Regions from separate parts of the Sus scrofa genome. Here region 2 is linked to region 1. Evidence: chromatin contacts called from public HiChIP or PLAC-seq data. All regions are on one chromosome and are shown on one strand. The core of a region is the stretch at or near the end of the contact, and the rest is flanking DNA. Distances in the headings are between cores, read along the strand shown. Region 1 holds the start of MRPS10 (28S ribosomal protein S10, mitochondrial). Region 2 holds the start of CCND3 (cyclin D3).

Region 1 (6,921 bases), core at 1,719-4,218:
CAAAGAGTCGGAAAGATTTTGAAATCAAATCTATGGTTACCAAAGGGGAAACATGGAGAAGAGGGATGAATTAGAAGTTTTGGATTAATATATACACCCTACCATATGTTAAATAATCATCAAGGACCTACGGTAGAGCACAGGGAAATCATTCTTTAAAAAAAACTTTAAAAAAGAGTTGGAATAAGAATTTGAAGGTATCCTTCCTTTTGAAGATTTCCCAGCATATGCATGTCTTGGTTTGGCTGGGATAACTAGGTTATAAATAAATTGAGACACATACCAGAATTTACACTCATGTTTTATCACTGCTGTTCCTCATAGTGCAACAATCCAGCCTTTCTAAATCTTTTATTGTCAGCTCCCCCTGGTGGAACAAAACCTATAGTTGTAGGAAACCTATAGTTCCATATATTACTTGTAATTTGCCACTGAGATTTAAAAGTGTAACCTGAGGAGTTCCCTTCGTGGCTCAGCAGTTAACGAACCCAACTAGGATCCATGAGGATGTGGGTTCAATCTCTGGCTTTGCTCAGTGGGCTAAGGATCCAGCGTTGCCGTGAGCTGTGGTGTATGTAGGACGCAGACGTGGCACTGATTCAACCCCTAGCCTGGGAACCTCCATATGCCATGAGTGCAGTCCTAAAAGGCAAAAAAATAAAATAAAAATAAAAGTGTAAACTGGAAAAGCTCAATAGGATCCTTTTCCTCCTTTCTTTCTCTCTTTTTCTTTCTTTCTTTTTTGGCTGCGCCTACAGCATGTGCAATTCCCTCACCAGGGATCCAACCCACGCCACGGTAGTAACCCAGGCTGCTGCAGTGAAAACACCAGATTCTTAACCCACTGTGTCACAAAAGCTCTCCCAGAATCCTTAAATATACTTTGAGGATGAGAATAACAGTTTACTACAAATGAAACTTAAAACAGCTGAGGGTCACCTAAGTATGTTTTTAAAAGTCTATTCTTAGCTTATTGTCCTTCCTCTCTTCTTTACTTGAGATGGACGCAAATTGAAACTTTCACAATCGCCCCTGGATCAAGGGGGAAAAATAAAGAAAGGAATTCAAACACAATACAAGGCAGTAAAAGAAAACTCCTTTCCCACATTTATGCCAGTGGCCACCCCAATAATCCGGTTCTGCAGAAGGACCTCAGGTCTAAGGAATACAACACTTCCCAGGCATCTTCTCCGGGTATAAACCCCTGCTTTAAAAAGTTGAAGCCTAATGTGCTGTTCAACCTACAAATGAATCTTAGGAAGTTCTTAAGTTTTCTTTCTTTTTTGTCTTTCTAGGGCCGAACCTAAGGCATATGGAATTTTCCAGGCTGGGGGTCGAATGGGAGCTGTAACTGCCAGCCTACCTCACAGCCACAGCAACGCCAGATCCGAGCTGTGTCAGGATCTACACCACAGCTCACGGCAACACTGAAGCCTTAACCTACTGTGCAGGGTCAGGGATCAAACCCACGTCCTCATGGATACTAATCGGGTTTGTTACAGCTAAGCCACAACAGGGACTCCCTCCTTTTTTTTTTTTTTTGAAGGCGTAAGCTGTAGTCTGGTAACTGTGTCTTAAAAATAGCTCAAAATTTCAATCTCTAACACCACCTGCCTTTTCTTAAAAACACTGGTTCTTAAATTCTGGTCCGAGGACATTTTCACTGTGGGCTGGAGAGATTAAACTTACTTCCATAATAATAGTAAGACGTTATTTGCAACTTTGCCATTCTGTCACCAGTGTGCAGTGAAGTTTTCCAGACACTGTGGTATAGCAACAGACTGCAGAAGCTGCTGTGAAACCCCAGCTGTCTTCTATTAAGCCAAAATCAGAGATGTGCAAAAACATCTCTTCTCACTAAATTTGTTTCGGAAAATCTAGTTGTACCCCATACAAAGATTAATTACGTTAACATGTAATGAGTTTATTAGTGTTATTTTAATTTTTTACTTTTCTTTTTAGGGCTGCAGGTGCAGCATACGGAAATTCCCAGGCTAGGGATTGAATGGGAGCTGCAGCTGAGGGCCTACACCACAGCCACAGCAAAGCGGGATCCGAGCCCCGTCTGCGACCTACACTGCAGCTCATGGTAACGCTGGATCCTTAACCCACTGAGCGAAGCCAGGAATCCAACCCGCGTCCTCATGGATGCTAGTAGGGTTCCATACTGCTGCGCCACAATGGGAACTCCCAGCGCTATTTTTAAAGGAAAACGCATTTTAAAGATTCTTGGTTGTAATTTCCAGTAAGCTAAACATTCACAGCTAAAACCCACAAAAATAAAAGCTCTCTGGAGTCCTCAACCATTTTTAGAGTGTAAAGGGGTGCTAAGGCTAACTTGAGAACTGATGCTAAAGGTTTTGTTTCTTTCTCCAAAGAACCGAGCAGAGGTTATCCAACCAACTCCTCTGACTTCAGCGACTCTCATCTAAGTCTCAGAAACCCGGCTATCAGCAAGGTATCTCAGTCTGGTTCCGCGGGAAGCGTCAAAGGTCTCATGCCACCTCATTTCAGAGAGATGAAACTTCCTGCCTGTTCTGAGCCTCGGTTTATTTCGCAAATGTGAAAGGCCGGGTCTGGAACTTTCGCTGTCCTATATTCTTTACAGCTTTGACACTCTGATTCTTCCTGTTGCCCTGACTCATTACGTTTTATCCTATGAAAAGAAACTCGACAAAACATCAGCCCTTTTCTCGCTCCTTCCCTGCAAACAACGGGCTGAGATAAGGAATAAATATCGCGGAGGGCTCCAGATTGGCAGAACGACACGCGACGGCCAGACATAGAGGCAACTGTATCCGTAAGTCCGCCTAATACCCTCAGCGCGCCCGGTACCTGCCAGAGACGCCGGGCCAGCGCCCCAAACGCCGTTCGCGCCGCCATCTTGCCGCCCCAGCTTCCCGGGATCGCTTCCGGGGTCACAGAGCCATCCTCTGACCATAGAGTTCCGCAAAAGGAAAGAGTGTATCCCTGTGTTCCGGCTCAGGAACAACCATAGAGACGTGATCCTACGCTCTCTGAGGGTGGGACTGTGAATACAGCCAGCTTCCTTCCGGTCGCAGCCGGGCCGGTAAAGCTTCAGCTGGTACCTGGAGGGATACTGAATTCCGCCAGCGTTTCCCTCTTCAAATTACGGTTCCTGTTTTGTTGGAGGCAAACATAACAAATACATGCTTGGAAAAAAAGTATATATTGATGTCATGTCAGCTGATATATTGACAATGTTATCTCTGAGTTAGTGGATTAATGGTTGATTTATTTTCCCGTTATGACGCAGCGAAGCGCTTGTGTACCCGTGGCCCGCAGAAAGCCAAAGTGACAGCGGGAGTTCGCTCCAAAGTAAGGATTTATTGCAGGGCGCCAAGCAAGGGAGTGGGAGACAAGCCTTAGATGTACTCCAACTTGGTCTTTGAGTTAGGTGGGTTTTGTTTTGTTTTGTTTTAAGAGGAAGAGCAAAACAGCTGGGATTAGTCATTGTCTTGTGACATTTCTGAATTGTAGAGTCAAGAGTCATGATGTCACTGGTTTAACGATTCCCTGGCCAGGTGGTCCAAAGCTCCTGGTCTCTTAGCTCATTTTGCCCTGGAGGAACGACCTGAGGTTGTACTTAAGTGATGATGTCTGTAATAGCCATAGTCTTGGCAGGTTATCCAGGGGCCCTTCCGGAACCGGATTACGTCTTTCAATTGTGACATTCACAATTGGCTGGTCTCTCTTAGCCAGAGGAGTTTTCCCATAGCTCTGCAACTCTATTGCGGCTTCTTCCAGGGCTCTTCAGCCCGTCTCTGCCTTGAGTAGCTTCAGCTGGGTGACAGTTCTGCAGCTGTCAATGATGGTGACATTACAGCTTGAGAACAATCTTACGTGTGTTATCTAATCTGATCCTCACAAGAATACATACATTTTATCCTAATTTAAAAGGTGAAAAAACCGAAGCCCAGAGTGAAATGACTCAAAGTCATTATGATGAGTTAGTTACAGCTGAACCAATGACCATCATCAAAAATCCTAGTTCCGGAGTTACCATTGTGGCTCAGCAGAAACGAATTGAGCATCCATGAAGATGCAGGTTCGATCCCCGGCCTCGCTCAGTGGGTTAAGGATCCAGCGTTGCCATAAGTTGTGGTGTAGGTCGAAGACACAGCTCGGATCCCACGTTGCTGTGGCTGTGGTGCAGGCCAGCAGCTGTAGCTTCGATTAGACCTCTAGCCTGGGAACCTTCATATGCTGAGTTCGGCCCTAAAAAGAAAGAAAAAAATCCTAGTTCAGTGCCCTTTGCACCCCTCCAGCTGACCTCAGTAAGCTCCAGTCTCTTAAGTCTCTTTTGGATGTGAGGACTAGAGATTCCCCACGTCCCCACTTCCTGCAAGAAAAGGAGTTATTTTATTTATTTATTTTTTTTAACATGTATGTGGCCTGAACTGCTCCTGTAACTGGAAAAGTGGGCTCGGAGCAGCTTTAGGGACTGGATGTCCTCTCCATCCCTAAGGCCAAACATGGTCTCTTTATTGATGGGATTTCTCTGTTTACAGTTTCTGCTCCCTCAGAATTCTGCCTTGCCTGTGGTCACTGCTTGCTGCTTTTGGCTCACCAGCTTTTTCCATTCATGCTCTGAAGTGTGGGAATTGGGTATAGTCCCTTCGTTTTCTTTTCTTTTCTTTCTTTCTTTCTTTTTTTTTTTTTTTTGTCTTTTTAGGGCATATGGAGGTTTCCAAGCTAGGGATCTAATCAGAGCTGTAGCTGCTAGCCTCAATGCCAGATCCGAGCTGCATCTGCAACCTACACCACAGCTCACGGCAACACCAGATCCTTAACCCACTGAGTGAGGCCAGGGATTGAAGCCGAAACCTCATGGTTCCTAGTCGGATTCGTTTCCGCTGAACCGTGGCCGGAACTCCCTAGTCCCCTTATTTTTCAGGCCTAAACCATGTCCCGTGTCACCAAACCAACTATGGACCTAATAGCTTGGGGTCCAGTTAGTTGGCAGCAAGGTGGGAGTCATTGTGAGGAGCAACCCCAGGTTTTGCCAACAGTGGGGCTGTGGACAGGGCCCTTTGGTATGATGTATGGGCATGGACAGTGGGTTTTTGTTTGTTTTTGTTTGGACATGTAAAACTTCTTAGTTTATTAGTATGGAAAGCGTTTTGAAGCCTGGCCAGTCCATTATGGATCTCTTCCCTATGACCTAAACTTTCAAACCTGACCTAATGTAAATGAGCAGATCAAATGATTCTAGAGAGTTGATGCAAGTCCATCTTGCTGTAGATCCAGGAAAAATAAGTGTATACATCAACTATTTCTAAGTTGAATCATATTTTGATTGCACCAGTTGTTGTTGTAAAAGACGCCTTTTCTCCTCGATCATGATGGTTTTGTGGTTACACACTTGTCTCCAAATGCATCAAGTTGTATTAAAAAATATGCATAGCATTTTATGTGTCTATCTTAAAAAAGTGGTTAAAAAAAAAAAAGAGATGGCAAGACTGCCAAAAATAAAATTACACAAGCAGAGGAAGTAATGATCCCAAACAGCCCAGAAGGAGATCTGTGTTATATGTAAGGAATGTGTGTTGGAATGTGAAGCAAACATGTATACTTGGCCTTTCCAGCTCAAACAGAAAAGTTAAACACTTCCCTTGGGGGTGGGGGGTGGGGGGCAGCCCTTTTCAAAAGATTCTCTTGTAAGGAAATTAATCAACCCTTTGGCCCTTTTATACAGAGGTATCCAGAGATCAGTATAGTTCGCTTAGGAATATATTATTCAATTTCTTAACATGCCTCCCTAATTATGTTTTGCTTATGTTAACATTAAAACTCATCTTCATTCCACAGCTGGCTAACTATGGCTGAGGAAATTAGACGAGGAGTCTGTGGAATTCAGAATTGACTTTAGGTAAACTCAAAAGAGGTTTTATTTACACACACACACACACACACACACATGGATAAGCATACCTGGAACGTTAGAGAGATGATTAGTTAACTTAACAAATAGTTGCCGAGCATCTATTGTAAATTGCAGTTCAGAATAGCAGTAATGCATAACGTTTGCTTTATTCCAAACCTTTGCTTTATTCTTTGCTTTGCTTCCAGTGGGGGAACTGGATCAGTTCCCAGGGCCCTGTATGTCTTTCCTAAATATCAAGTTCCTTGATAGGAATGATGTCACAGTCATCTTTATCCACTCAACTCCCCCGTGTTTAATACAGTGTGGAAGAGTGCCTGGCACATGAGTACTGAGTGAAAGAATAAAACGTAGAAAAAAATCTTCAGATTGGACACGTGGGCCCCGGAAGCAGAACATAAATTTCCAAAGCCAGCTAAATGCACCGTTTGCCAAGGAATAGCTTTTTTATTTGGTACAGGACTACAACTGATGACCCAAATTAAACATATAAAGCCTCCAAAGAAGGCAGAAGATCAAGGCCTTGGACAGTTATGTGCCACTTAAATTTCATATGAAATCCAGAATTTCCACTTTCTCCTGAAACTTGCTGTTGATCACTGAAAAGTAAACACACTTTTTTTGGGGGGGGTCTTTTTAGGGCTACACCCACGGCATATGGAGGTTCCCAGGTCAGATGGGAGCTGCAGCTGCCGGCCGACACCACAGCCACAGCATCACCAGATCTGAGCTTCGGCTGCGACCTAGACCACAGCTCACGGCAACGCCAGATCCTTAACCCACTGAGTGAGGCCAGGGATGGAACCTGCAACCTCATGGGTCCTAGTCAGATTAGTTTCCCCTGTACCATGACAGGAACTCCTAAACACACTTTTAAGAACCTGGAAATTCAGGTTAGCAATACCTATGAACCAGGGTAGACTGGATTTTGTGGGGGATTCGCCGTGAGATAGCAGTCTGCGATACTGAGCTTCGGTGTGAGTGCAATGGTGTAGAGATCATCAACCCTTCAAGTG
Region 2 (6,921 bases), core at 1,641-4,140, 230 kb before region 1:
CTCCTCTGCCCCAGGGCAATGCTGAGGTAGGACCCTTCTCTCCTCTGGGTCCCAGCCTCTGTGGCACAAGGATTTGGACTGACTGGAGCTCTCAGGGCCCCCCGGGTGGGGGGGGGGCTTCCAACTCTAACCTTCTAGGGAGTCACCGGCTCACTCCACCCCCAGCCCAGGCACGGGAGTGGGGGTCGAGGACTTTCTGTCTATTCTGAAAAACTTCCCTCACCTAAGGCACCCACATCACCCCAATCTTTCCACAAAAAGGAAGTCCCCTTCTACCTTCTTAGCCCCAACCCCTCCAAAAACAGTCTGCTTACTAGTCCTGGAAACCAGCTCCACCTTCAGACTTGCCGACAACTACCAGATTCATCACCAAGAGCTGTGGGGCCTCCCAGATTCCCAACTCCGGCCTCCTACTCCCATCTCTGAGAGCTATTTGGCAGGAAGAGGAATCCTGCTCCTCGACAAGCAGCACTCGGGGGCCCCAGTACCCTGGCTTCCCAGCCAGCCAATCACAGCAGCCGGCACGCTGCCCTCCTCCCCGGGAGATGGGGCCCCAGGACTCCTGCTCTGACCAGGCGGCTGCAGAGCAAGGTGGAGGAAGGTGCCGGCTCAGCCCTCTCCCCCAGACCCCCAAGCATGATCTGCAGGCCCTCAGCAACCTCCTCTCCCAGCTCAGTGGGGAAGGAGAGCCCATCACTCCTCTGTCTCGGAAGCACCCAGCCTGAGTTCCCAGCAAGAGGCCCAGGGAGCCACTTCCCAAACCACAGGAGTGACAGCAGCTCCCCACAGGGTTATGAAAGACCTTGGGCAGAGTGGGTGGGCCTGGGGAGAGGCCATCATTATCACATCGGAAGCAGCTGCAGCTCAGCCCCCCTGTCTGTCCCTCAGCTCTGGCCTTTGGCTAAGGGGGAAAGGGAGAGATGATTCCACCAGGCCAGGAGCAGCTGCTCAGGTTTTTCAGAGAGAGGCTAGGAAGGGAGGATTCGGAAGGAGCGGTCTCCCTGGGGAGAGAAGAGGAAGGAGAGAAGAAGGTGGGACCAAACGCCACGGCCCTGCCTCAGAGCCACCAACGCCTGGCTTTAATCTGCTCTGGGAGGCTTTTCCATCACAAAGTCCACACACTGGGATAAAGACTCAACCGAGCCCCCCTCCCCCACACGAAGCACATTCCACTCCCCGACTCCAGTGGGGGTGCGCAGGCACGTCCTGCTGCTGCCAATAAATAACTCACGGTGGCTGTGTAAACCCAGAGGCAAAGTACTAGTGAGTGTAGACATGCAGTTTGACTTGTTGCTATCTGGAGGAAAGACCAGGAAGGAGTGGCACCCCCTGGAGGCCAGGAGAAGGGGATTTAGTTCCTGCCGGCAGCGCAGGCCTGGGAGCGCGTGGGGGGGGGGAACGGGGGGGGGCGGCTACGACCTGGGCGGGGGCTACGCTGACCATCACACCACACGGCCCCATCCTTTGTCCAAAAAAAATTTAAAAAGCCTCTGCTACCCTGTGCAAGGGCAGAAAGCCGCCCGAGGTCTTAGCTTTCCTTTTTCTGGTGAGTGAGGAGGCAGGAGATGTTGGGGGGCGGGGGGAGTTGTGCACGCACCCGCAGCTGGCGGGGAGAGACAGAGTGGTCCGTGTAGATGCACAGTTTTTCGATGGTCAGGGGCGTAGTCTCGCGCAGCTTGGAGGCCAGCAGCATGCAGACCGCACCCAGGAGCTGCAACTGCGCCTTGCGGGTGGGGACGCAGGACAGGTAGCGATCCAGGTAGTTCATGGCCAGGGGGAAGACTTCCTCCTCACAGCGCTGCTCCTCACACACCTGGGGGAGGGCGCACGGTCATTTCTGGGACAGAGGCAGAGGAGACGCAGCAGCACTAAAGGTTGGGGGGGGGGGCTGAAAGGGATTGGGACGGGGAGCAAGAAATGGCAGGGGGTAGGTGTCCTTACAGTGACAGGGACTAAAACGCAGGATGCGCCTTCCCCAAGGTGACGCCCCCCCCACTTCCTCGACGTTGCCTCCACCCCCACACCCGGGGCTGGGGAGAGGGGGGCTGTAAGCCAGAGGCTCCCTTAAGGATTCCAAACTGAGTCTGCCCTCCCCCATACCGAGGGCGATGGGGGACGGACGAGTCACCCACTGTAGCCAGAGAACTGGGACCTTACCCCCATTACCGCCACCCACTGCACACACCCAAAGGGAAGGGAGGAGACTCCAGCCGCGGCCTCCCGCACTTTTCATTTCCCTGACGGCCGGAACAGCGCGCGCCACCCCCACCGCCTTCCCCGCCAGAACCCCGCGACACACACAGGAACCGGCTCTGCGGCGGGGGCGGCTGAGCCCAAGGTTTTCCAGCCGCGCTCTCCAGAGAGGGCCGGGCAGGGGAGCAAGGCAGGAGACGCTGGGAGAAGCCGGAGGGGAGAGGGTGGCCCTTGTCCCGCTTTCCCGGCCCAAGAGAGGGTTAGTTAGGGTGCCAAACGACTGGCAGTCAAAGCCAGGGTTGGAGAAGAGAAAGAAAGGACCACCTGGGAGGCAGCCGGCTAGGGTGCGCGAGCGCAAGGCCAGGCCCCGGGGATGTGCGCCACAGAAACATCTTGATGATTGTTGTTGGGACCAGGATGTCCCGACAGGGCGGCCCCGGGATGTCCGGAGCTGGGGGACGCAAGGGTGGCGGGGGAGGGGAGACCAGTCCGGGCGGTACCTCCAGCATCCAGTACGCCAGCATCTTCCGCATGTGCGGCTTGATCTCCCTCTGCACACATTGGAAGTAGGAGGCGCGGGGCACATAGCGCTCCTCCAGGCGGAGCAGGCTCTGCAGGACCCGCTGGTCCCCCAGCAGCCGCGGGTCCGGCCCGGCCCGGGGCGCGTGCCGGGTGCCCTCGCAGCACAGCAGCTCCATACTCGGGCAGCGCACGGGCAGGGCGGGAGTGCGGGCTGGCGAGCCAGAACGCAAGGCGGCGGGCCGGAGAGCGCGGGGCGCGGGACTGGTGCTGGCGCTGGCACTCCGCGTTGGAGCCTCAGCCCGCCCCCGCCGCCGCGCGCCGCTTCCCTGACAGGCGCCCCGCCCCTCGCGACCGAGTAGCAACCGTGGAATGCTCGGACGTCGCGACGTCCCAAGGGGCGGGGCCTCCGGCGCCCAGACGGAAAGGGCGGGCGGGCGCTCCCCCCCACCCCGCCCCCGGGCGGCCGTATTGGTCCGCCGGGCGCGGGCCGGCCGGCTTCCGGGCGCTCCGAGCCTTCTGACCACCCGGTGCAGAGAGGTACTTTGGAGGTGGGGCTCTTCCCCACCTACAAGCCCTCCCGTTTGGCTGCTCAGACTCCAGTTGCCCAGGAAGAACTTTTCTCCAAAGGTTATTCATTCATTCAGTCAGTCATCAAACCCGACTTCACCCGCTGCTTGCTTTAGGGAATATGAATAATAATAAAGTAGCTAGTTCTTAAAAAAATAAAAAAAAGCTAGTTCTAGGTGAAGACTGTTGTAAGCACTTTTGATTCTTCATGAAAAAAGCTATGAATTAGGTCTTGTATTGGTTTTGAAATTGAGGAAACCGAAACACGGTAAATACAGTCTTAGTCTGAGCTATAGGATTGGGAAGCTGACAGTCTGACTCCAGAACCTGTGCTCTGCACCATTCCCTGCAGGATCAAAATCTGCATTTCAACAAGATCCCTGGTGATTCCTGTGCATATTAAAGTGCTAGAAGAGCTAGTCTAAATCCGCACATTTCAGAAATACAACGGGGCGGAAAGACCGTGGATTCAAGGCCTCACCTCTTCAAGTTGGCTGTGTGGCCTTGGAAAAACCCTGAAGTCCGCCTTAGTTTCTGTCTGAGGAAAACATGGGTGGGGAAACTAGATCCTTTTTGGAAGAGTTTCTTTAATTTTTGTTTTTCTTTTTATTTTTTAGGACCGCACCCAGAGCACATGGAGGTTCCCAGGCTAGGGGTCGAATCGGAGCTACAGCTGTCGGCCTACGCCAGAGCCACAGCAACACCAGATCCAAGCCTCATCTTCGACCTACACCACAGCTCACAGCAACGCCAGGTCCTTAACCCACTGATTGAGGCCAGGGATCGAACCCAAAACCTCATGGTTCCTAATCAGATTGGTTTCCACTGCACCACCACAGGAACTCCTCTGGTAATGCTCTAAATAGGAGGAGGCCATGGGGATCCCTGCCTCTCCTGGGGTCCTCCAAGTAGAGGAAACCCTAAGGAAGAGAGTTACCAGAGAGATGAGAGCCTATAGAAGAGGCAAGCTCTATGTTAAGGATTTTCTCTATCAGTTCTTTTTAAGATAATAAAGCTTTCCTCATTTACATATCATGGAAATAGTCATCAGCAATGTAGAAAACACAGATAAGCCACACAAAAAAAGAAATAATAATTGGAGTTCCCGTTTTGGCTCAGAGGGTTACAAACCCTAATAATTATCCATGAGGATACAGTTTTGATCCTTGGCCTCACTCGGTGGGTTAAGGATCTGGTGTGGCTGTGGCTATGGTGTAACCTGTCAGCTGTAGCTCTGATTCAACTGCCAGCCCAGGAACTTCCATATGCCGCAGGTGTGGCCATAAAAAGCAAAAAAGGAAAACAAAAAAGGATAATAATAATTACGTGCACTTTCGCCATCCAGATAACCTTTTAAATGTCAATGTTTATTTTTCTAAAACTGAGCTATAGATATATTTTTAAATGAGATCATTGCAAACTTTTGTAAGCTCTTTTTTTCACTAACAGATATACTCACAGCACTTTTGCCATGTCACTAAATATTCACATTATTTTTAATGACTACATAGTATGCCATTGGGTGAATGTGTCGTATTCTATTTTACCAAATCTATATTGTTGGAAATTTAGGTTGTTTCTAGTTCTTCCCTATTAGAAACAATACTGTAAAATATTTTTGTGGCAGTATCTTTGTGCACACTCATGACTATATTTCTAGAAGTGAATTAATTTCCAGAAATGGAATTTCTCAATCAGAGGTTATGAAACATTCTAAGGCTTTTGATACAGTTCTTATTACCAAATTTCCCTGCTGAAAGGTTGAACCAATCTAATGAACAAACATTAGATATCTACTTAAAAAAAAAAATCTACCAACTGGTGAGATGAAAAGTGGTTTATTAGTAATGTGCATAAAATTTTTAAATCAAGAGCTCTCGTGTCGGAGTGAATGTGTGCTGTGTACCTGGTCTGATCTTGTTTAGACCTTTACTCCTGTTTTCAAAAATATAAACAAGAAGTTTCTTTAGTTAATCATTGCATTGCACTCTTTCATTAAAGAGGACAATGAACTTAAAATTATAAAGATTATCTGTGAAATTATGGGGAGGAGCTACAGCTGCTGGCCCATGCCACAGCCGCAGTAACACCAGATCTGAGCCTCATCTGCGACCTACACCACAGCTTATGGCAAAGCCAGAGCCTTAACCCATTGATCGAGGCCAGGGATCGAACCCACAACCTCCTGGTTCCTAGTCGGATTCGTTTCTGCTGCGCCACGATGGGAGCTCCTAGTAATAATATTTTGGACATATTATTAGACATTGACATTTCTTATGTAAGTTAGTCACCTATTCACACCCTTGGCCAAGTCTTTTATGGGTTTTTTTTCTTATTGATTTATAAGTGCTTATTACATTTGAAGGATATTAACACTTTTTCATATTTTTTGTCACATATTTTGTGAATTTTTTTAGCTCATTGTGTGTCTTTTATTTTTGGTTCCTGATAGATTTTTTTTTTTAACAAATAAAATATTTATTTATTTTTAGGACCACACCCACAGCATATGGAGGTTCCCAGGCTAGGGGTCCAGTGAGAACTGTAGCCAATGGCCTACACCAGAGCCACAGCAATGCAGGATTTGAGCTGCATCTGTGACCTATACCCCAGCTCACGGCAACACTGGATCCTTAACCCACTGAGACCAGGGATCAAACCTCGTCCTCATGGATGCTAGTCGGATTGGTTAACTGCTGAGCCATGACAGGAACTCCTAGTGTATCATATTAACTGGAGCTCTAGGCTTTTTTGTCCCAAATCATCACCCAGTATGTCTCATGGCATTGATTTACTAATCAGTTCTTGGGAGTTCCTCCCGTTTGGCACAGCGGAAGCGAATCCGACTAAGGAACTATGGGTTTTGGGTTTGATCCCTGGGCTCGATCATTGGGCTAAGGATCTGGTGTTGCCATGAGCTGTGACATAGGCCGGCAGCTATAGCTCCTATTCGACCCCTAGCCTGGGAACCTCAATATGCCACAGGTGCGACCCTAAAAAGACAAAAGACAAAAAAACCAAAAAAAACAAAAAACAATCAGTTCTTTATGTCACTCATTTCCCTGCTATAAGCAACTCTGGGCCTGGTTCTTGCATCTTAGATGATGCCTTATTTCAGTTATTAGTGGCCAAAGGCTTTCCCTTGGGAATTGGCCCTCAGAATTCCTGCCTCAGAATTTTGTCTGAGGAAACTCATCTGGTTTTTAACCCACTATCAGGCATAAAGTTGCTTAAGAAAGACACTAAACGCTCATTTAGTCTGAAATAACCACTGTCCTCCACTTCTAGAGAGAACTAGCCTCAATTTCAGCAAGAGAGATAGATTTAAGTTAGATGGCAGAGAAAACCCCAGCTAAACAATGATACGGGAAAGAGGAAAGAGGAACAGAATCTTCTTTGGCGACCTCTAAAAACATGGCAGGAGCTCTCATTGCCCTCCTCAGCTCCTCAGTCCCCCTCTGTCACCAGTCAGCCCATTTATCCTCTCTGCTCAGTTTATCTGTTCATCCTTCCAGGTCCAGCTCAGATCCAACCTCCTCCAGAAAGCCTTCCTAGAACAGTCCAGCTACAGGAACCCGCACTAGCCTCCAAACTCCGCAGATCCCGCTTCCAGCTCTGGACCTGCTCCCTCCCACTAGC

Evidence for each region. HiChIP or PLAC-seq counts read pairs in DNA pulled down with a chosen protein or histone mark.
Region 2: an H3K27ac HiChIP or PLAC-seq map of alveolar macrophages shows a contact between it and region 1. The contact joins the promoter of CCND3 here to the promoter of MRPS10 in region 1. A contact is called at or near these places in 2 of 5 promoter capture datasets (fetal liver and liver) and 1 of 2 datasets of contacts at active chromatin or transcription factors (alveolar macrophages).

The regions. Positions count from the first base shown.
Region 1 is chr7:37,326,278-37,333,198 of Sscrofa11.1, forward strand. MRPS10 (28S ribosomal protein S10, mitochondrial) reads right to left here and starts at 2,969. Exons shown (of 7, transcript XM_005665997.3): 1 at 2,836-2,969. The coding sequence starts at 2,883.
Region 2 is chr7:37,091,922-37,098,842 of Sscrofa11.1, forward strand. CCND3 (cyclin D3) reads right to left here and starts at 2,891. Exons shown (of 5, transcript NM_001078678.1): 1 at 2,694-2,891; 2 at 1,598-1,813. The coding sequence starts at 2,891.